Regions from separate parts of the Mus musculus genome. Here all the other regions are linked to region 2. Evidence: chromatin contacts called from public ChIA-PET and HiChIP or PLAC-seq data. All regions are on one chromosome and are shown on one strand. The core of a region is the stretch at or near the end of the contact, and the rest is flanking DNA. Distances in the headings are between cores, read along the strand shown. Region 1 overlaps Heg1 (heart development protein with EGF-like domains 1). Region 2 has its middle 37 kb from the start of 1700007L15Rik. Region 3 overlaps Heg1 (heart development protein with EGF-like domains 1).

Region 1 (3,245 bases), core at 143-2,642, 430 kb before region 2:
ATCCAGGACAAACAGAACGGAGTTTGTACTGCAGCCTCATCCCCGTTTACCTGTAACACCAGCAACACACATGCATCACAGCAACTCATGGCAAACTGTCCTTTTCTCTGTAGAGCAGGCCTAGGTAATGCCCAGAGTTAAGGGAGTCGGTTCAGTTCCCCTGACAAACTGGCTCCGCCCCATCACTATTTTTTACCCTGTTGAGGAACACACATTCCTCAACAATTCAGAACAAGGATATTGAGCCCATCATTTAAAATTATATAGCAGAATCTACCAGGCAGCCCCACTGGAAAAATGTTTTCTTTGAAGATGCCCATGTGACAGAGGCAGGCCAGGACCTGCCTCCTTTCAGACCTAAATGGTCCCCCTTTGGTTTCACAGGCTACTGTGCAGGCTAAAGTTTGCAACAGACATAAAGGGGTGTGACCTTGTGGAGACACCAAAGTACAATGAATTGATTGACATTCAATACTTTAATGTTCCTATTATCTTAACCTGTTATTTTAAAAAGAGTTTAAAGTGATTATTTTAACTTCAATGTTCCTATTGTGTTTTCTTCTTTGGGGATTTGAGAAAGGAAAAGAAAAGAAGAGAAAAGAAAAAAAGAAAAGAAAAGAAAAGAAAAGAACACATATTCCCAAAGGCAAGCTACAGAACCATTTCCGTAACCAAACATGCTGGAACAAGACTAGAACCTTGAACTGATACTGTCAAGAAGATATGAGAGGGCTGGGGGTGTGCAGATCCACAGGGCGGCACTTGTCTGGTATGCGCAAGGCCCTGGGGTCCACTCCTGACTCTACCCTCCCATAGAAGCAGAAGAAGAAAAAGAGCTTTCAGGGAAATAAACATTTCTATCTGCTGTAATGGACTGTTTTAAATAAAATATCAAAATGCAAAACCTTGTATTGTCCTTCTACCCAAAGAATTGCTTTGGTCTCAAAAGAAAAATGAACATAAATTTAGAAATATGGGTAAAGCCCCTAGTTTTGAGTGTGTTATGAAACACTAAGCCAAGAGCAACTTGGCTGTACAGCTTTACTGCTTTGGGCAAAGCCCCATAGTTATAGAGACCCATACAGGTCACTACTAGGCAAAGTGGCTTAAGGAGGCACCCAAAGGCCACACACCGGGGTGATGCTACCGTGCCCACTCTGGAACTTCACACCTGAATAGACAGCATCTTGGTAGACTTTCCTCCAGTCTCTTTCCAACAACACTGCTCTCCTCTACGGGCTGTCTTTTACGACTTCCTCTTTTAGACCACAATAGTCTAATAGTCAGCTCAGTCTTTGACCTCAAATACCACCAGGCAGCTTGACTGCTCTAACCGTACAGTAGTTCTGGTTCAACATGACTTAAGACGCTTCTAGAAGCAACCTCCCCAGTTAAGAAGATCACTCAGCACCTCAGACACTCAACTCCACCCCCAGCCCACATAGGTTCACACTTCTACTACGTGGGAGTCTGAGAATAAGGCAGGCAGCCCTCACAGGGTTGCCTCAGCCTGGCTGTTCATGTCAAAAACCCACCTAGACCACCCCCTTTCACTTCTGAGGGCCCAAGCCACGTACCAATATGCCTCTTGCCAACCACAAACCTGCCAGTATTTCCCTTTTTTTAAGACAGGGTGTCCTGTTCTTCAGGAAGGCCTTGAACTCCTGATCCTCCTGCCTCAACCTTCTGAGGGCTGGGGTTCTAAGAGTGTACCACTCTGCCCTGCTTATGTGGTTCCGAGGCTAAACCCCAGGGCGTTATACATGCTAAGCAGGCAGTTTGCCACAGAAACTACATTCCCATGCTTCTCCTCTGAGTGCTCAGCACTGGCTAACCCACATGCTGTAAGGCCAGATACCTACCTTACATGCATAGAGCCAGGCCCATGGTGGGAACACATGATGCTATTTCTCCTCCTAAGAAATAGGCCCCAGTAGTCATGAGCTGGCTCATGAAGTGAAAAAAAGAAAACAAACAACAAAAAAAAAAAAAACAACAAAACCAAAAAACCTTGGAGTTTTAGAGAGCTCAGGCTGGAACTAGGAAGACCCTCCTTTTTAACCCTGTTCCTGATGCCCCCAGGATAAACAAGTTCTACCTGGCCTGGATCTTCTCCATTTCATTATCTCCTAGGCAGTGTGGCTTTTCCCTTCTGCCTACTTCCCTTGTCATGGGAGCCCAATTCAGGACTGTGACACTTTTATGCACACAAATTATCCATTCTGAGCACTTCTGTCTAGCAAAGACTCTGCGTGTCCAGGCATGGGCTCAGCCTGTCTGTTCTGCTCATGGGTTGCTGGTGTCCTCTTGGGGCTCCTTCTGGATGTAACCCCAAGTAGGAGAGCACCCACACCCCCTTCATCCCAATGGTGGGCAGAGGCCTTTCTACCGAAAGCTTCTCCCCTACCTACAAATGGTAGACCCACTGTGAATGCACCCTTGTTTGGGGGCTCTCCTGGTGTTTTTCACAGTAATAAAAGAACAAAATGAAAACTTTCACTCCGTTCTATTTGGGCCAAACTTGTGAGTCAACAAGCAATTTTGGAACTCACAGGACACTTTTCTGGATGTTGGAATTCTTCCCAGGAACAGAGTACTTCATTCTGTGGGGCTTGAGGCTCCTGGCCCTGTACTCTTGACTCACCAGCTGGGAGTCTGCCCCCTTCACAGGTGTTCACCACCTGGGAGTTTGCCCCCTACACAGGTGTTCACCAGCTGTGCTGCCAGCTGAAGACATTAGAAGTGTCTGGGAACAGCCACCACACTGGCTCTTCCCATAGCAATGAGGCCTGGAACAAGCAGGAATACTGCCAGAAGGGCTAGAACCTGGCTACCTCGAAAGGGATCTGGGCTCAGGCAAGCAGAGCACAGGGGCTCACAATGACACAAGGAACCATTGGTTCCACACAGAGACACAAACAAGACCCATGGCTTCTAGATGGCGATGCTTTGCAACTTTGTTAGCATCAACCAAGAGCAACAGAATCCTCTCTGTACTATGAATGTAACATGGTTAAAATCCTCTGTACCTGACTAAACGGTCCTGCTGTAGGAGGTAAGAGTGAGTGGTGACAGTCCATCGGTGACACATGTCACCAGACCATGGGGCATAGGGCACACTTAAAAGATGGGGACCTTCATAAATTTTAGAGGAATCAGAGAACATCAAAGAAACACATACAGAACCATTTCTAACAGCTGTCCCATTTCCAGAAATATATGCTGTGGAGTCCCCATCATCTGGG
Region 2 (3,177 bases), core at 275-2,774:
AAACAAACAAACAAACAAACAATTCCAGTAAGTAGACAGTTACACACATGTTCACATTGACAATAATGACATTTCCTCTGCCCTGTTCTCTCCTTTCCAGAGGAGCTGCATCCCCGCCTCCCAGAAGGAGAGAGGCGGCAGGCTTTGTATGCTCTCAACCCGGGCTGCAGCCAATCTGCGTCATCCTCGCTGTGTAATTAGAGGCTGGAGGTGCCCACGTGTCTCATTTTTAGGATCCTGTGGGCTACATTTGGCCCAGATTGGGTTATACTTTAGGCACTTCACTGCGGATACGTCTGTGTCTTCTTCGCCACTCAGTGCTCCATGCCTCAGAAGATGCTTCAAAGGGCAAATGAATGCAGGCTGTGTGCAGAGTCCCATTCTCTGAGGACAGTGGGATGCAGAGGCCTCTGTCAGGAGCATTTTCTAAAGCAGGGAAGCAGAGAGACAATCCCCAGCCCTTGATGGCTCCCAGCCTCAGACTCCAGCTGCTGCGCTTACTAAAACTGGCCCTGTGCAAAAATCTGGTTTGTTTTACAAGTGGGCACTGGCCCTGCTCATACTGTCCCCTTTCCCCTCATCTAGAATAGAATTTGTCACCACCAACTGCTGTTCCTCCCCATCCCGGTTATGGTGGTCCCCCCACCCCAATACAGAATGCCCATTCCATTTGCATTTATTGTGTGTGTGCTGGTGCTGATCTTACACTTCACAACAGAACTAGATTCCCAACCTCAGTGTAATATCTGAGTGCAGTATCTCATGCAGAGCATGACTTCATCCACAGTAGCACTCGGGGGCCAGGTTCTCTTTATTCACAAAGTTCAGCCTTTCCTTTGGGGGCAGACAAGAGCCTACCTGACATCTTGTAGACCTAGGCTTGCTTGCTTTCAGGGACACAGGGGCTAGCTACCTACTACTGCTGTGTCTGCTATGAGGCTTTAGCAGCCTATAAAGGGCAATGACCCCTTAGAGTGTCTACCTTTCAGGAATGCACGATAGAAAACCAAAAACGTTAAGTTACGCGGAGAGGCAGGTGCAAGACTGATCACGTGGTATGGCCAGGGAAGGAAATGAGCTCATCTTTATCTTGAGACCACATCAATTCATTTCTAGGAGCCGCTCAACACAAACTCATTGCTGAAGTCTAATACTTCTAAGTCATTGCCCTGGCTAGTGGCTAGCGGCTAACAACCCTGCTGAGGTAGCTCCCTCACAGGTAAGGGTGTTAACAACAATGAGCCCTCAGCCCTTCTCCCCATAGTTCATAGCAAAGAAAAGTAGAGTATAAGTTAGTAGAGCAAGCAGCATATTTAGTGAACACCTCCTGGGAGCCTGGTCCCCTCTATTATTTCAAATATCTGAATTGAGGCTGAATTGAGTACTGGAGCCCAGTTGTAGAGCACTTGACTCTGCAGGTTTAATACCCAGAATGTGCATGTGCACACACAAACCTAACAGACCTGTAAATTGTTTGTTAAGAGACTTTGGACAGTTAAAGAATCTGCCTAGTTGGGCAGCTTGGAGTTGAGTTCAGATCAGTCTAATTCTGGGGTCAGAGGTCATCAGGGATCAGAGGTCACCTTGCTAACCCATAGAGGTTTCACACCACGCGATCATCCAGAAGAAAATAGACACTTAGGGGAAGACGGCTCAGCAGCATCTGGGAACCATCGTACTGGACCCAGCTCGCAGTCCAAAGGCAGAGCCCAGCAAACCCCAGAGCCCAGCAGGGCAGACACACAGTACAGTAAAGGGGGGCACGGGTGCCCTGGCTGACAGTTCAAAAAACAGATCCGGGCCTCCAGCAAAGGGTAGGAATAGAGCTGTTGTCCAAAGAGAACTGGTACAGGGGACAATGCAGCTGCCCCGTAATGTCCCGAAACTGAAGGAGGGGAGAGATGAGGAATCCAAGCATCCTTCTAGCCACTGAGGTAATGTCTGGGCCAGCCATGGCCAGAAACCGGGACCAGTGTCCTCAGGTGCAAACACCAAAAACAACAAAAGGGAATACTTCCCCTGGGGAGGGCAAAGGGGCAGGGGCTAGGAAGTGAGTGTGATCCAGGTGTATTATATGGAATTCCCAAATAATCAATAAAAATATTATGTTGGAAAAAAAAGAAAAAGAAACCCTTTCCCTGGACAAGCTCTGCTCTGAGAGCTGCAGATCCACTCACTCATTTATTTACAACAGTGCTTTGAGATGAATTCTCTTTGTTGGGTCTCGGATGTGGACAAGAGGCTGAGGTGCATACTTTACATACCAAAGCAGACCTGGCCTCTAGGGTCTCCCAGCATCCCTCAGTCCCTACCTGGCATTCCACACCCTCTACCTTAACCTTCCCAGCCCAGGGTCTGGGCTGTCCTTCCCCCAGAGGCTCTTCCATATATTTTCCAGATATCATTCATTTTGTTCTCTCTCTCTCTCTCTCCCCCCCCCATCCCTCTCTCCCCTTCCCCTTCCTCCTCCTCCTCTGCATGCTCTCTTTCTCAGCTCCCTCCCTCCCTATGGCAACTTCCCTGAATGGCACATTCTTTGGGCCAGTGAACGCCCCTAACCGAGAGCCATTTCCCAATAAACCTGACTTTATATATATATTAATCTGGCTTGGTTTGGCTCATTTTTACCCACAGAGAAAGAAATTATCATCCTTTTTAAGAGTATAATATTTGTATTAATTCTTTGAGAATGATATACAATGTATTTTGGTCATATTTACCCAATTCATCTTATTGACCCTCCCCTCCCCCAGATCTAACCCAATCTCCCTATTTCCCCCAATTCCATATGAGAGAATTACTCTCATACTCCTATTTGTTAATGAGGAAATTGGTGCAGAAGAGCTAAATAATCCAGGCCCCACAGTGAATAAGCAGCAGAGATGAATTCAGTTAAGAATCTTTCTAAAGGGCTGGAGAGATGGCTCCTGATTCGCAGCAACCACATGGTGGCTCACAACCATCTGTAATGGGATCCGATGTCCTCTTCTGCTGTGTCCGAAGAAAGTGACAGTGTGCTCACATACATTAAAAAAAAGAGAGAGAGAATCTTTTTGAGAATGGTCTATTTGTATCGATGTGCCTGCCACATGCATATGCCCTCTGAAGCCAGCAGAGAGTGTCGGCTTCCCCTGGAGTTAGAACTAAAGGGTTGCGAGCCTCTGACTGTGGAGGCTG
Region 3 (3,082 bases), core at 468-2,967, 370 kb before region 2:
AACTTTCGGGATAGATTTGAAAATATCTAATAAATAAATAAATAATGACTAAAACAGTAAAAAAACAAAAACAAAAACATTGTGATGACTATATTGGATTCAGCTTGGAAAAACCCCAACCTGCCATTTTGGTAGTATTAGCAAAGAAATGGCCACAGAGATACAGAGTCACAGAGGAAAGCAACTCCATTCCCCTGGCCTCAGGACTGTGCAGCCCACGGTCACCCACGTCATCACTGTAACAAGCCACCCTGGTTGGGCACGAGGCACATGTTGTAACCTTGGGAGGTTGAGGCAGGAAGATCAGGAGCTGGAAGTCAGTTTGGTCTACACAGCAAGTTCCAGGCCCACCTCAACTACAGCGTAAGACCCTGCCCCCAACAAAACAAAACAGCGGTCCTCAAGTAAGCAGTGGCAAAGCCCCAGGCCTTGTGCTATTTGCCCGATTGACAATTCTCATTTAATCCTCACGGTAAAGCAACACAATGTGTGTGAACACTTCTGCAAAGCAGTGCCTCTAGAAAAAAAGGCAATGCTTGAGCCAGGCAGTGGTGGCACACGCCTTTAGTCCTAGCACTTGGGAGGCAGAAGCAGGAGGATCTCTGTGAGTTCAAGGTCAGCCTGGTCTACACAGAGAAACCCTGTCTTGAGAAAGGGGTTGAAGGATGCTTGCTTAGCTTGTCCACAGGCACTGCCTAGGATCCTACACGGGCACCTGCGGCACTAACTAAGAACCCACAGGCTGGCGTTAGGAAAATGAGAAACCTTCAGACTTTGAGCCTCAGCAAAAGCAAAAATAAATAGAAAATTAAAAAGAAGGAAGGAAGGAAGGATGAATGAATCTGGCAAGATGACTCAGCAGTAAAGGCCCTTGCTACCAACCTTGACAGGAGTTCGGTCCTGTGTGCCATGGGTGGCAGGAGAAGAACTGAGTTCTTCAGTTTTTCTTTGGCTCCCATACACTGTGGCAAATGCACTCCCCTCCGCTAATAAACATTTTAAAATAAAATTTAAAAAAATTGGAATGCCATCTCCCACTGGGACAAGGCCTGAGCTAAGTTCCTAGTGTTTGTAACAGGCCACAGAGGGAACGACTGCTCACCTGGTGTGAGCACGCGTCACTTTCTGTCACACTGCTCAACCTTGACGGCTATCCAGAACCTCTCAGAAGTAAAGCAGAGGCAGCGGGTATTACAACAAGGCAGACTACATCCAAAGTCCTTCACGTCGTTTCTGTCCTCTCCCTTCACAAAAGTGACATCACCACAAAGCCATTTACCTGGACTGCAACAGCTCAACTGCCCACAGGAAAGACTCCCATAAGTCAAGACCCATTATTCCGCCCCAGCTCTTAGCGAGTCTACAAAATGTCACCTTCAAAGGACATTAGCACGACTCTCACAAAACCAGCAATTGAAAGTAGTTTCTATTATGATCTTCAGCAATCCCTTACATAAATAAATATTCCTCTTGGAAGAACTGCCCGCCCACTGCCTATGGGCTAAACGGTATGCTGACTGTCCGACAACAATCCCACGCTCCACCCAGCTTCCCTTTGTGCCCCCATTTCCAGGAAGCTCACACTAAATTTAGTGCGGAATTGTAGTCACTCTCACACAATTCAACATACACATTTGTGCCTTCAGAACAGAGCTTCCTCCCCGCCCTCCTCACCGGGGCGGGGCCACTTGTTGCTTTGTTTATAGCCCCGCCCCCACACCAGGACCAACAGTCAAAGAGACCACGGAAAGTCTAGAGAGGCAGCGAGGCAGGAGAGGGTGGAGAGCAACGCCCCCTGGCTCATCGTCCTGGGCGTGCTTAGGTGCTGTAAGATAGATTCTGTTCAGAAACAGATTAACTCCTGGCTACCCAGGATGTGGAAGGTGCTGTACTGATCAGTCTGTTCTGCTCTGTGTTCTGTTGCCGTAATAAAATACTGACCAAGAGCAACTCGGGAAATAAAGAACGTTTATCTTATTTTATTGTAAAGTTCTAGGTAAAAGCTTATCATTGAAGTAGACCCATGGAGGGGGCGCTACTTACTGGCTTGCTCAACCTGATTTCTTTTCCTTTTTTCTTTTAAAGATGAATTTATTTATTTTACGTATATAAGTACATTGTAGCCGTCTTCAGACACAAAGGAAGAGGGCATCGGATCCCCTTACAGATGGTTGTGAGCCACCATGTGGCTGCTGGGAATTGAACCCAGAACCTCTGGAAGAGCAGTCAGTGTTTTTTAACCACTGAGATAACTCTCTAGCCCCTCAGCCTGCTTTCTTACAGAACCAGGACCCACACAAACAAAACAAATCAGAACAAAAACCACACACACAAACACACCCACACACAAACACACAGATTTGCCCCACAGGACAATCAGATGGAGATATTTTCTCAATTGAGGGATCCTCTTCCCAGTTTGTGTCAAGTTGGCAAAAACACACTCAGCTCCACACACCGTGCTCCTAGGTGGCAGTAAAGGAGGCCCAGACGACACAGACTGAGTATGTATGGATCATCAAATGCTGCCACCTTTCAGATCAAAAGAACCTCCCACCATGCCCTTGGTTTATCGTCCGTAGGCACATCTCCTGAGGGACATTATAGACCTGACTGGTTTAAGCGTTGGGCTTTTCTCTAGGTCACACTGCTAGAAAAATCACGAACTCTTCCCCTGAACAAGGACCCCATTGCTTGTCCTCATTCACTGAGCAGGCTGGTACGGCAGGTTGACTCCAAGTCTGCTGTGGCGGGTCCTGCTGGTCCTCCTTAGGCCTACATCCCCAAAGCTCCCGTGTCAGTCACGGACTCAGAAAGGGTTAGTAGAATCTCATGAAGTCCATTCAGTAGGAGAGGTTTATCGAGCTTTCTGGGTAGGCTAGAAGGTGCCAGGCTAACTTTAAACACAGGGCAGAGGCTTGTTTCCACAGAGGTTTGTTTCCTCATTGGCCTCAGGCGCTCTCTGGGGTATGCTCTCTGACTAAAGTCCTCTGTAGTGAACATTTTAGAGGGCAGTCTGACATCACCTACAGCAGAATACCCAGGTCACCAAGGAAGACAAATTCTTAGTAAGACTCAAGGA

Evidence for each region. ChIA-PET counts read pairs in DNA pulled down with a chosen protein or histone mark. HiChIP or PLAC-seq counts read pairs in DNA pulled down with a chosen protein or histone mark.
Region 1: a contact with region 2 is called in an RNA polymerase II ChIA-PET map of memory CD8 T cells, with 133 read pairs. The contact joins two enhancer-like sites. A contact is called at or near these places in 2 of 484 Hi-C or Micro-C datasets (liver and regulatory T cells), 8 of 115 datasets of contacts at active chromatin or transcription factors (SST interneurons, embryonic basal ganglia, large pre-B cells and 5 more) and 1 of 9 other capture datasets (embryonic stem cells).
Region 3: a contact with region 2 is called in an H3K27ac HiChIP or PLAC-seq map of thymic regulatory T cells, with 5 times the contacts expected there. The contact joins two enhancer-like sites. A contact is called at or near these places in 2 of 484 Hi-C or Micro-C datasets (the HPC-7 cell line and bone marrow-derived macrophages) and 4 of 115 datasets of contacts at active chromatin or transcription factors (T-cell acute lymphoblastic leukemia, embryonic basal ganglia, regulatory T cell precursor and 1 more).

Annotation. Positions count from the first base shown.
Region 1 is chr16:33,768,083-33,771,327 of GRCm38.p6, reverse strand. Heg1 (heart development protein with EGF-like domains 1) reads right to left here. Exons shown (of 15, transcript NM_175256.5): 15 at 3,133-3,245. Among named protein-coding and RNA genes, the nearest start is that of Muc13, 25 kb to the left of the region's middle. Within about 2 kb of position 1,392, at least 105 of the 459 cell types and tissues checked have an H3K27ac peak or open chromatin away from gene starts, as enhancers often do. A contact at or near this core is called in memory CD8 T cells, regulatory T cells and thymic regulatory T cells, where this site is marked.
Region 2 is chr16:33,341,683-33,344,859 of GRCm38.p6, reverse strand. No RefSeq gene overlaps it. Among named protein-coding and RNA genes, the nearest start is that of 1700007L15Rik, 37 kb to the left of the region's middle. Within about 2 kb of position 1,524, at least 104 of the 459 cell types and tissues checked have an H3K27ac peak or open chromatin away from gene starts, as enhancers often do. A contact at or near this core is called in T-cell acute lymphoblastic leukemia, memory CD8 T cells, regulatory T cells and 2 more, where this site is marked.
Region 3 is chr16:33,713,081-33,716,162 of GRCm38.p6, reverse strand. All of the region lies in intron 2 of Heg1 (heart development protein with EGF-like domains 1), which reads right to left. Among named protein-coding and RNA genes, the nearest start is that of Heg1, 30 kb to the right of the region's middle. Within about 2 kb of position 1,717, at least 131 of the 459 cell types and tissues checked have an H3K27ac peak or open chromatin away from gene starts, as enhancers often do. A contact at or near this core is called in T-cell acute lymphoblastic leukemia, regulatory T cell precursor and thymic regulatory T cells, where this site is marked.